Regions from separate parts of the Zea mays genome. Here regions 2, 3 and 4 are each linked to region 1. The links are chromatin contacts, called in public Hi-C maps. All regions are on one chromosome and are shown on one strand. Each heading gives the region's core, a stretch centred on a gene start, on an enhancer-like site or on the middle of the called end of the contact. The rest is flanking DNA. Distances are from core to core; before and after follow the strand shown.

Evidence for each region. A called contact is a pair of places that touch in the nucleus more often than the background predicts.
Region 2: a Hi-C map of ear shows a contact between it and region 1, with 2.5 times the contacts expected there. The contact joins the promoter of LOC103629310 here to the promoter of LOC103629308 in region 1. A contact is called at or near these places in 6 of 25 Hi-C or Micro-C datasets (bundle sheath, ear, endosperm and 2 more).
Region 3: a contact with region 1 is called in a Hi-C map of leaf, with 7 times the contacts expected there. The contact joins the enhancer-like site here to the promoter of LOC103629308 in region 1. A contact is called at or near these places in 6 of 25 Hi-C or Micro-C datasets (bundle sheath, leaf and tassel).
Region 4: a Hi-C map of bundle sheath shows a contact between it and region 1, with 4 times the contacts expected there. The contact joins the enhancer-like site here to the promoter of LOC103629308 in region 1.

The regions. Positions count from the first base shown.
Region 1 is chr6:53,558,912-53,561,723 of Zm-B73-REFERENCE-NAM-5.0, reverse strand. LOC103629308 reads right to left here and starts at 1,322. Exons shown (of 21, transcript XM_008650468.3): 1 at 920-1,322; 2 at 759-821; 3 at 319-596; 4 at 135-234; 5 at 1-45. The coding sequence starts at 1,072.
Region 2 is chr6:53,874,950-53,877,901 of Zm-B73-REFERENCE-NAM-5.0, reverse strand. It overlaps LOC103629310 (phospholipid-transporting ATPase 10), which reads left to right and starts at 1,274. Exons shown (of 9, transcript XM_020540234.2): 1 at 1,274-2,221; 2 at 2,360-2,952. The coding sequence starts at 1,754.
Region 3 is chr6:53,220,896-53,223,880 of Zm-B73-REFERENCE-NAM-5.0, reverse strand. No RefSeq gene overlaps it. Among protein-coding and RNA genes, the nearest start is that of LOC100282993, 54 kb to the right of the region's middle. Within about 2 kb of position 1,655, at least 7 of the 20 cell types and tissues checked have an H3K27ac peak or open chromatin away from gene starts, as enhancers often do. A contact at or near this core is called in bundle sheath and leaf, where this site is marked.
Region 4 is chr6:54,049,963-54,052,916 of Zm-B73-REFERENCE-NAM-5.0, reverse strand. No RefSeq gene overlaps it. Among protein-coding and RNA genes, the nearest start is that of LOC103629310, 170 kb to the right of the region's middle. Within about 2 kb of position 1,381, at least 17 of the 20 cell types and tissues checked have an H3K27ac peak or open chromatin away from gene starts, as enhancers often do. A contact at or near this core is called in bundle sheath, where this site is marked.

The DNA of each region.
Region 1 (2,812 bases), core at 73-2,572:
CTGTGCAATCTCCTCCCCTTGTTCTTTGACCTTAACAAGGAGATCCTGTGGAAGGAAATAAGCAGCTCAGCAAGAAGAGTGAATCAATCGATCAAAAAGTATGGCAACAGACACACGAAGCAAACAGTTGATACCTGCTTCCAGATGACGACGTTTGAGTTGAGGTCTGAAACAGGCAGTGCGCCTTGTCCGGATAAGTTGAGCCTAGAATCATAGTCTGTTTCTTTGTGGTGCCTGCAAGGAAAGGCTCAATGAAGGTAAGGAAACAGGGTAGTATGATATTAACAGAGGCTGGATTTGGAATGTGCTACTTGGTACCTAGTTGGTGAAAGGGATCGCGAAGACGGGGTAGATAGCTGAGATGGGAAAGCGCTATCGGGAGCGCTCGGTGATTTACGGGGAATTCCATTAGCCTGGTTGGCCTCAAGGTACTTGTGGTTGATGCCGGCATCCCCAGCTCCCCATTCGAAGGCCTCTGCTGCTGTAGCGGTAGTCCTGATGGGAGCAGTGGAGGAGGTGTCTGTGTGGGCACCAAGAGCGCGATCCTGATGGATACGGATCCCATGAGAGGAAGCTTGGTCTGTGGCTTCTGACCTCTGGTTAGGTCGGAGATGAGACGTACAGCACATTAGTTTCTATAGGCAAATGGAATGGCATGATAGAGCAAAAAGGAAATGATGAGTTGTGCTGTGCTGCACTAGTTAAGAGTATATGATTTGTTTGGATCGGGAAGGGGCGTCGAAATCGAATGTGCTTACAATTCTGTGGAGCTCCCGCGTCTTGAGCATCAGCTCGTCCTTCAACCGGCTGTTCTCCTCCAGCTGAAGAGAGATACAGGAGTGATGGGTCGCTTGTTCTAGTTGCAGCCGATTCCCTCAAATTGGCAGAGGCAGAGGCAGGAAGAGATTGGTACTGATACCTGCTGGCGGATGGTGGCCTCCGCGTCCTCCACGGCGCGCATCACCTGGAACAGGTTGTTGTTGCTGCTCTCCAGCGCAGCCGCGGCGGCGGTAGGAGACTCGGATACGGCGACCGCGGCGAGGCGGCGGCCGAGGTCGTCAGGATCGGCCATGGAGGATGCGAGGAAGGATAGGACGCGAAACCCTACGGCACTGCGCTACAGTAGACTCTGGAGGGAGCGGAGAGGGAAGGGGAGGGGAAACGGCTGCCCGGCCACAGCCCACAGGGTCTCTCTCCGCTGGACGGGGAGTGGGACGGACAGGGCAGGAGAGAGACTGAGAGAGACGGAGCAGCGAGGGAGAAGGACGCCGCCACATGACATGAGAGTGAGCCGCCCTTGATGAGTGTGAGGGACCGGACCGGACCGTTTGGATCTGGAGGCATTTTTTTTTTTGGTTGCAATGTTTGATTTAGGAATATTAAATACAATTTGATTAAAAAGCTAATTACATTAATAAATATTAAACGTTAAATCTAATTAGTGTATGATTCTCTAATGCTACAGTAAACAATTACTAATTAGTAGATTAATTGAGTTAAATAAATTTGTCTCGTATTTATTTAATTTGTGATTTTACTTTATGTAATATTTATAATTGGTACTCTAATGTTTAATGTGAAACCAACTAAAGGCGTATTTGGTTTATAGGTACTTTTTTTTAGTTCATTTTAGATCTATTTGGTTTCTTTAGTCACCTAACTAAGTTTAGTCACTAAATTATCTCATTTTGTTTCAGTGACTAAACCTAACTAAAGAATATTAATTGGTGCGAATAATAATTGTATTAACCCTATTAATTAGTGGTTGCTTGTTTTGTACCAAAAAAGATGAGAGGACAAATAAGGTAAAAATCATACTTTAATCCCTTTAGGATGTGTTTAGTTTGAGGTCAAAGTACGACCACGCCACCAAACCACCGCTTCGGTGTTCACCTCGATTTTTACATCGCTCCCTCGATTTTTTGGGACCACGCCACCACCAAAATTTGCTCCGGTGTTCACTAAAAGGATCACGATGCCCAAGAGGGGGTGAATTGGGCTTTTCTAGAATTCTAACAAAAGTTAAACCCTAAGAATGAGCCCAAATTCACCCAAACTACTAGCAACAAGTAAATACTACTAGATAGACAACAACACTAAGTCATTACTACAAATACTAACTAAGCAATTGCACAAAGTAAAATGCTCAAAGTAAATGTGAAATGTAAAGTAAGGGCAAGAAGACTCCTCCAATTTTTTGTCGAGATATCAAAGAGTCGGCACTCTTCTGTCACACCCGGTTTTGGAAGGCAAACCGAATGCGAACCATGTATGTGCCAGGATCAGAAACTCACGTACATAGCGATTACATAATTGGACATCATCACACATTGCTCAAAGTAAATAGTGGAAAGGTACTTTTATTACAATAAGATGTCTAAGACATCCACAGAGTCTAATACATAGCATAGTCATTAATATCATCAAAGTGCGGAAATACGAAACGTAGTAGATAAGGACTATACAGGCAGCTGACTGGGGGTTTGCCACTAAGAAAAACTAGAACTCGTCGTAGTCCTGAAACTCCTCAAAGTCCTCCATGTTGCCAGCATCTCCTCCTGAGCACTGAATACAGTGAGGACAACCTGGGGTGGGGGTGGTTTGTAAAGCAAGTGTGAGTACACATCAACGTACTCAGCAAATGTCCCGTTTGGCTAAAGTGGACTAGCTGTATGTGGGGTTTAGGGTTAAGCAGTTGCTTTTAGTTGGTCAAGTATTTATTACTATTAGTAGAGCCAAGTTTTAGTAATAACCCAATTATTGCCCAAAAGTACCTCCTCTAAGAGGAAATACCAGAGATCAAAATTATAAT
Region 2 (2,952 bases), core at 25-2,524, 320 kb before region 1:
TAGGTTGTCAGATCATCTCGTGAAAAAGTTAAATGAGTCGAACCGAGCTGATCACGAACCTAGCGAGCCGACGAGCCACGAGCATTTCGTTCAGCACTATCTCCATCTAACACGTAAGCATTCGTTTTTAGAGTGTTTGGTTTCGGAACAAAGTGGGTTGGGTTGAAACCGACCCATTTTTGTGGGTTGGATCGGACCCGTTCCTTGTTTGGTTGAAGTGACGGGTTGAACACAATTTCTTGTTTGATTACAGGGTTGAAGTGGGTTGAAGCTGCACCGTCTCTTGTTTGGTTTCGTGATGAGGGATGAATTAAGGATGAACTGAATATGGTCACCTTCCTGATCACATTACCGCACTAAGAATGGTATCTTTAATTCCAAATGCTTCTCACCTTGTGGTGTCGGTAGGGGACATGGAGGTGGTATCGGTGGATGGTGGCAGGGGCTGGATCACGGCATAAACAACGTCGTTGGGAGGCGCGGACGGGGGTGTAGCGCGCTGGAGGACAGGTCGGTGGGGGCAGTCCGACGACGGGAGAACACACCGGCGCCGGAGGGCAGGGCGGCGGAGGACTCTGATGGCGGGCGTGGTCGGGGGTGCATCGCGTCGGAGGGCAGGCCGACGGGGGAGCCGATGACTGGATAACAGGTCGGCGGTGGCGGTGCGCCCTGCGCAGGCTGCGCTTGGGTGAAGATATGGTGTGACCGCGTGGGTGACATGAGGGGTGGAGAGGAAGTGGGTCGGAGTGGTTCGATTGTTTTTGAGGAACTCCTAGAATCCGCATTTTAAAGGGATATTTTGATCTGAAACCAACTTAACCTACTAGCCTTTTGAACCAAACATGAGTTGATGCAGGTTCAACCTGTTCCAACTCGTATCAACCCGTTAACAAACACACTGCTTTCTTTTGTGACTGGGTGGACGAATGAAGCGAGAGGACCAAGGGTCGGTAGGAGTCATAGAAATCGATAATTCCAATTCCTGATTAAAAAGTTGCTCTATGAAAAAAAATATTGTAGAACACATCAAAATTTTTTCCAAAAAAAAACGTAGTTGTAGCAGCAGCGCATTTGTTTGGCCGGTATCTTCTAGAAGATTGGAAGGGACATGGGGCGGCCAGGCAAGTCAACGATGACTGAGGGAGAGGAGAGGGAGCACTCCGGATTCAACAAATTCTTTCCAAGCAAACGCACGAGAGGTGGGCCATTTCCCATCTGCCATTTGGGGGGGTTGGTTGGCTACTACCCCTTGGTTTGTACTCCGTGTCCGTTTGGCGGGCGGGACAGAGACGGAGCCCCTCCCCCGTCTGCCTCGTCTTATTATTCTTCCTCCATTTTGAGTTGATTTGATTCAGTCTCCCCCTGGCTGCCAAACGCGGCCGGGCCATGCCATCCCTTCTTCTTGGTCTCTGCGCGGAGCTTTCCAAGCAACAAGAAAGCTGTTGCTCCTCCTAATCTCCTATCCTGTTGTACTAAGCAAAGCATATATTGACCACGCACGAACAGAGCGACCAATCCCCCTGTCCCCTCCCTTCCCCTTTTATTTGCGTGTTCCTTTCCTTCCCTCTCCTCTCCATCTCATCTGGGTTTCCGTTTGTCAGCTCAGCCGAGCTCCTTTAGTTTTTTTTTTCACTTAGGGATTCAATTGATTTGATTTGATTTTGATTCAAGGCGGCAGCCAGCAGCAGTAGCAGCTACTTCTTCTCCATTTGTAACCGCAGCAGGGATTTCCAGTATAACACAATACAATACAATGGCCGGCGAAGATGACGGCAACGCCACCAACGGCCGGCGGCGGCGGCGGAGGTCCGCCGTGCGCCTCAGCAAGCTCTACAGCTATGCGTGCGGCCGCCGGCCCAGCGTGGCCGACGACCACTCCGTGTCCAGGATAGGAGGCCCCGGCTTCTCCAGGGTGGTCACGGTCAACGCCGGCGGCGGCGAGCCTTCAGCGGCTGCAGCTGACCTGCTGCAGCAGCAGCAGCAGCAGATGGCCTCCAGCAACTCCATCTCCACCACCAAGTACAACCTCTTCACCTTCCTGCCCAAGTCCCTCTTCGAGCAGTTCCGCCGCGTCGCCAACATCTACTTCCTCCTCTCCGCCGGCATCGCCTACAGCCCCCTCGCCGCCTACAGCTCCTCCAGCGCCATTGCGCCGCTTGTCATCGTCCTCGTCGCCACCATGATCAAGGAGGCAATCGAAGACTGGAGGAGGAACCAGCAGGTACCGTACTACTATCCAACTTCACTTCAATTTCTTCTTCTTCTTCTTCTCTGTCAAAACAATTAATTTGATTGATTACATACTCGGTCTGTCTCGGTGAGTGAAATGAATCATGAAAGAATGAATGATCCGTTCCAGGACACGGAGGTGAACAACAGGAAGACTCAGGTCTTCCAGGTCAACAACATCGGCGGCGGCGGCGGCTTCCGCGATGCCAAATGGAAGGACATCCGCGTGGGCGACATCGTCAAGGTCCACAAGGACGAATTCTTCCCGGCTGACCTCGTCCTGCTCTCCTCTAGCTACGACGACGCCATCTGCTACGTGGAGACCATGAACCTGGACGGCGAGACCAACCTGAAGCTGAAGCAGTCCCTGGAGGCCACCTCCGCCTCGCTGCCGCCGGACGACGGCGCCAGCTTCGGGGCCTTCCGGGGCGCCGTCGTGCGGTGCGAGGACCCCAACGCGCACCTCTACACCTTCGTCGGGAACATCGAGATGGACGGCCGGCAGCACCCCCTGTCGCCGCAGCAGCTCCTGCTCAGGGACTCCAAGCTCCGCAACACCGACTTCGTGTACGGCGTCGTCGTGTTCACGGGGCAGGACACCAAGGTGATGCAGAACTCCATGAAGGTCCCGTCCAAGCGGAGCAACGTGGAGAAGAAGATGGACCGGGTCATGTACCTCCTCCTCTTCTCGCTCATCGTCATCTCGGTCGTCAGCTCCGTCTT
Region 3 (2,985 bases), core at 406-2,905, 340 kb after region 1:
ACAAAGACTCTAAATACTCTAATAACATAACCAAACTCTTCAACCATGCAAGGGAACCATGTCTCCATATCCAAGTACTCCATCAATACCTTAAGCAAGGATCTAACTCTCTAACATTGAACCCTATGAGCTATGGCTATTAAGAGACTAGAACACACAAAGCTCCAAAGTTAGGAGAAAAACACTAGACCATAGTGACAGTAACTGAAGCTGGTCTGCATTGCACATGCGTGATAGAGCTAGTTAGGACACCATTTACTTCCAAATTTATATAGTACCAAGACAAGCTACCACAAGTAAACTTGCTTACTAATACTTGGTCTCCAATTTTGCTACACAAAATATATCTCCTAACTGCATAGAACAACCCCAAGGAAACTCCAATGTTGAGCCAACGTACTGAAATGTCCAATTTTAGATGTCTGGAATAGCCTAACATCAACCTGACAACCTAACTTTAAGCAATATTTACACCTAGTTCTGTATAGCTCTAAGGTCAAATAGCTTAATCAAGTTTGTGCTCCTAGAACATATATACAAGGTTGCTATAATGACCAACAACTAAAAACTCATGGATTCAATGCTATAGTGCTTCAAAGTTGACCCCATTCACTGCAACCAGTTTCAGTTAACTGAAACAGGCACCCATTAAGTCTGTTGGAAGGATTTGCAACCTCATTTACTCTAATTTTCACACAAGAACAAATCCAACTCTTTATATGAAACATGTTCTCCTTCAAATGGTCTTTGACTGTGCTATAAGATTCTTAGTCCAAGACCTTATGGACTGGTCACAAAGTTGCTCCAAACTGGGAACCAAATATTAAAACTTTAGTTGCAGTTAATTGAATTCAGTTCAGAGAAAAATAAGCCTGACAGCACACCTTTAGGCACTAATTACTCCCAACTCTAAGTAGTGTCAAGGGCATAACCCTCACCAAATTTTACTCCCCTAACACTGGTATTCAAGTTTTCTATAGCAACTATAGTCTAAAACTACTTAGATTGGTCACAAAACACCTCCAAACTGAGTACCCAACACTGCAATTTCAGGTTTCAGATCTGAATAAAAATCTAGTCCAACTAACATGACAGTCCAAGTTCTCAGTGGGTGCATGAAACTGCTCGGGGAAGACGTACGTTGGCTGGTCGACGATGAAACTAAACACGGCGACGATTTGTGGTGGCACGACTATGTTCTGGCCACTATGAGGTGAAGGAGGTTGTGGCCGTGGTCACCACTAGCAGGGAGATAACGCGCTGTGCACAAGGGCTGACCGAGTTGGTGGCTGGGGAGAGAGGGCTATCTCTAGTATGGACACAAGAACTTCATATTCTTTGTTGTGGTCTGAGGGTAGAGCTCAAGACGGGGAGGTAATCCTCGCTGAAACCTACCCTATAAACACCTGAATATGGGGCAAGGTGGCCCTGCACCTGTCCAACATGCAGTGAGGAAATGTTTTGAGGGTGCCAACATTATATGAGCAACCCATATGTGGCTTTCATGCATCAATATCTCACCAGCTCGTAGCCACACCATATTCACTGAACCTGGTCAACTTAACCAGCCAAAATATCCCATGTCCAGTAAACACAGACAGAAGAATGATAAGTGAACACTCCACTGTGAGCAGACTCAACAGGCCCAACTTGATATTTCTGGGGTCTCCCTTTGTTGTCCACCCAAGTCTTATCTCAGCCTGAGCTCACCAGTTTAGGACAGCGGGGGAAGATCTTTTCTGCAACTCCAAACCTGATCCATAGTCAGATAGCTACTTTCCCCTCCACTATCTCCAGAACAGACCAACTCCTAGATATCTTTCTGCAGTGGGAAACCTTCAGCACCTAAGCTATGTACCTCGTCCCCACTAACACTTATCCCTATGAAAACTTAAACACATAGGTGAAGTTCAGCAGGATAGGGAGATTCTTGTTCAGACTACTAAATCAGCATTGAACTAGACTAAAACAGCCAATACTGCCATTGCAGAACCCCCTGTTTAATCCCTTCTATCTAATAAATCTCCTCACAACAGAGCTATATTTCTTAACTAACATTACTCTCCAACTATAGCCCTTTCTATTTGATATAACACTCCAGGGCTGAAACTACTCAGAACTGAAGTTGTGGTGTTCCAAACTATAGCAAAAACAACTAAACACTCAATTTCAGTTTTACTGATCAACCCACACTATCTCTGACATTGGAAATTGCAGCACCATTTTCTCCTAATTGTATACATTAGCCACACCAAGTCTTTGCATGAACTTGTTCTCCTATACCTAGTCTTTGACTTTGCTATGGGGTTCCCAATCTAATATCCCTTGGATCAATTACTACAGAGCTCCAAAATATGGTAAAAACTCACTGAATCTCACAGCAACAGTTAACTAGATCCACACCTCTAAAGTCTGACAGAGGAAATTGGGGTATACTTTACTCTCGGATTTGTGTAGAACCAAGTCCAACCCTCTTTATGAAACTTGTTCTCTGTACCATGGGCTCCAACTTTGCTATATAGTTCTTAGTTCAAAACTCCTTCATTTGGTTATAAAAGGACTCCAAACTAAGCATCAAACACTGATTTTCAGTTTGCAGTGAACTGAATACAGTTCAGTTTTAGCCACACACAGTCCAACTTTGAGCAAGCTTTACTCCACTTTTTATGTGGAACCAAACCAAACTTACTTAAAGGAACTTGTTCGCCATCATATGGGATTTAACTCCTCTATAAACACCACATCACAAAATTCCTTAGATTTGCCACAAAGAGGCTCCAAAAATAGCCATCAACACTGAATTTTTAGCTGCAGACCACTGTCCACCATCTGAAACTCTAGAAATCTGCCAAGCCCTATTTGGACCACCCTCCTTTTCCTAGTGGCATATACTTTGAATGGCAAGTTGCTTAATAAAGTTTATACTCCAACAGTCCCTCTACAAAATTTATATAGTGACCATTAACCAAAACCTCTTGTATTCCA
Region 4 (2,954 bases), core at 132-2,631, 490 kb before region 1:
CCGGCGAGCGAGCGCGGGCGGGCGCTGTAAAGCCCAAAATTTGTACCAGAAAAAAATAATGATGTAAATGAATAAATATTATTGTGTAGGGTTTTAGGATTATGGATCCTTTGGAGATCATTTGATTTGCGCATATTCAATTAATGGAATAAAATTAGTCAAATGACAAATAAATAAATACAGGGTCCTTAATTATTGTATGGTTCATTATTTATTAAGTTTGTATGAAGAAATTTTTAGAGGAATATAATAATAAACAAATATGTGCTTTGCATCATGTTGGATTTTTGTTTGTGCATTTAAAAATTTGAGTGTCAATTTTAATACTAGATTCAATTTGATGTTTGAAGATTACAAACAAACAGAAAATGAAATGGCAAAAATAAAAGGGTGGGATGAACTGGTCGATTGGGCCAAATCCCTGTCCGAAGCTCGCCCAGCCGGCCCACACTCCTCGGCCCAATTTTTTCTGGCCAGCCGGCCCAGCAGCCATTTCCCCATGTTCTCACTGATAGGCGGGGCCCTCTCGCCAGTCTCTGTCTGTGTTGCGCACGCGCATCGCGCGCTCCGCCGTGGCACCGACCTACGGGCCCCGGTTGCAAGTAACCACATGCACACCTAAACCAGTCTCGTCACTCGCTGCCTCGTGGGGTCTGGTGCACAGGGTGATCCTCTACCTCTGTAGCGAACACAAACAGCAATAGACTCAACGCAGATTGCGCCTAGGATCCTCATCTCGTATGTCGTATCTGACCTCTATCCCCTCAGCCGTGTTTCCTCGGGGCAGAGTCCGCCTGCGGGGGCATAAAATGCGTCATCCACCCTCTCGCCAATGCCGATGGTGCTAGCCTGATGGATCGCTTGCCTCTTTCCGTGAGGAAACCATTACCAGTGGCGGGCGACGCACCACGGCATGCCTACACCAGTGCTTGATCCTTGGGAATCGCCTAGAAGACTTTCCAGGGGTGATGCAAGGCCGTGCGTGGAGGCTTTGTGAAACCCAAATTCGACGTGGGCAGCCTCAGACCATGGAGTTTCCTTGCCGGTGCGGGTCTTTCCGCGGTGCCACAAGCCCACAACCCCGACTGGACCAAGCCTCGGTGCGCACGACTCACGGTAAGAAACTCTCCGCGTAGTCCTCCCTGCCATTTCCTTTGCGTGACTGCGGGCGATTTGGAATTTTGGTGTTTAAGCGTGAACTTCTGGGCCACGGCAATGGCGCCACCGCAGGGTGACCTGCGCCGCATGTGTGAGCTTTGGTTGGTGAGTAGAGGAGGATGGAAGGTCCTGGCCCGTCGATCTATCACTGGACGGTGGAGATCAAGCTGAAGCATACCTCTTCACTCTATCGAATGTGATCCATGGGATGGGGATCGGATGGACCTGGTCTCGTAACGGTAAGAAGACCTAATCGGTGCCATCGATTTATGATCCAACGGCCGGTTGAGAGTGTGGGAGCATTTAAGAAGAATGATCTAATCTGGGCGCTTGATGGGCGATCTGACGGCCCATAATGCACCGTACCCCTTCGTCGTGCCTAGTTTGCAAACGAGACCCTGCATTAATAGTTTATCAACCCGCGATCCTCGTGCGGGTGTAGCCAGAGTCTTGTAGATCTTTTGAATTTTCCCTCGTGTCTCACTGTATTATTGCACGCAACCAGGAAACAGAGAAAATCAGATAATAAAATTTAGAAAATGATTTTAATACAAAAATAATTCCAGAAACTTGTATAATTCATATTTAATTCATTTTAACTCCAAATTGATTCATTCCAGTGGCATTAATTTTGTTTTAATATCGTTTATTATCTAGTAACCTTATTTTAGTATGAAACATATGGTTAAATTTATGCGCTTGATTTGTTTTGTATCTACCACTTAAAACTTCAGAAAATTATAATTAATTCATTTTAACTCTGTTTCAATCCGTTCAAGTTGCGTTAGCTTCATAAAGATATTGTTCATGTAGTAACAACATTAATTATACCATAACACATACTTTTATAGTTAGATATTTATTTATCCTTTGTCTACTAGATTAACTCCAGTAATCTAGGTTAATCTCTCTATATATAATCTGGGTAATAGGTAATCCCTAATCAAATTATAATCTAGATTAAAGTTGGATTAGTTATTCAGAATATATTTTTCTCATATATTGTAGAATAAACAATTTATAATTCAATTTAATATTCCAACCACATAGATCTTCCATAAATCATAACTCGATAACCATAACTCTGATTTTAGTGGTTCGCTAACCCACGATCTCGTAGCGACGTTGAAAGTCGCTGTCACACCCGGTTTTAGAAGGCAAACTGAATGCGAACCATGTACGTGCCAGGATCAGTTATTCACGTACACAGCAGTTACATAACATGGACATCATCACACAGTGCTCAAAATAGTATTAAAAGGGAAGTAATAGTCGATTACATCATACGTCTGAGACGTCCATATAGTTCTTACAATAAATCAAAGTGCGGAAAAGAAACGTAGATAAACGAGGCCTTCACAGGCAGCCGACTGGGGGTTGCCGCTAACCCACGCCTAGAACTCGTCGTAGTCTTGGAACTCCTGGAAGTCTCCTTCCACAGCTTCATCTTCGCCTGAGCAGTGGTTGCAATGCTGACAACCTGGGGATGGGGGGTTTGGTGTGTAGAGCAAGGGTGAGTACACATCAACATACTCAGCAAGTATCCTGTTTGGCTGTAGTGGACTAGCTTTATGTGGGGATAAGTCAAGCAGTTGCTTTTAGTTGGTCAGATTATTATTACTAGTAGAGAAAGCCAAGTTTTAGCATTAACCCAAGTTATTAGCCCGATGTACCCTTTCCAAACGGAAAGAATACCACTTACCAGCACCATAGACATAACCAGAACCATCGATCTCATAACCACCTGTACCATAATGTCTCTGATCAAGTACCACTAATCACTGGAGCTCCCTTGG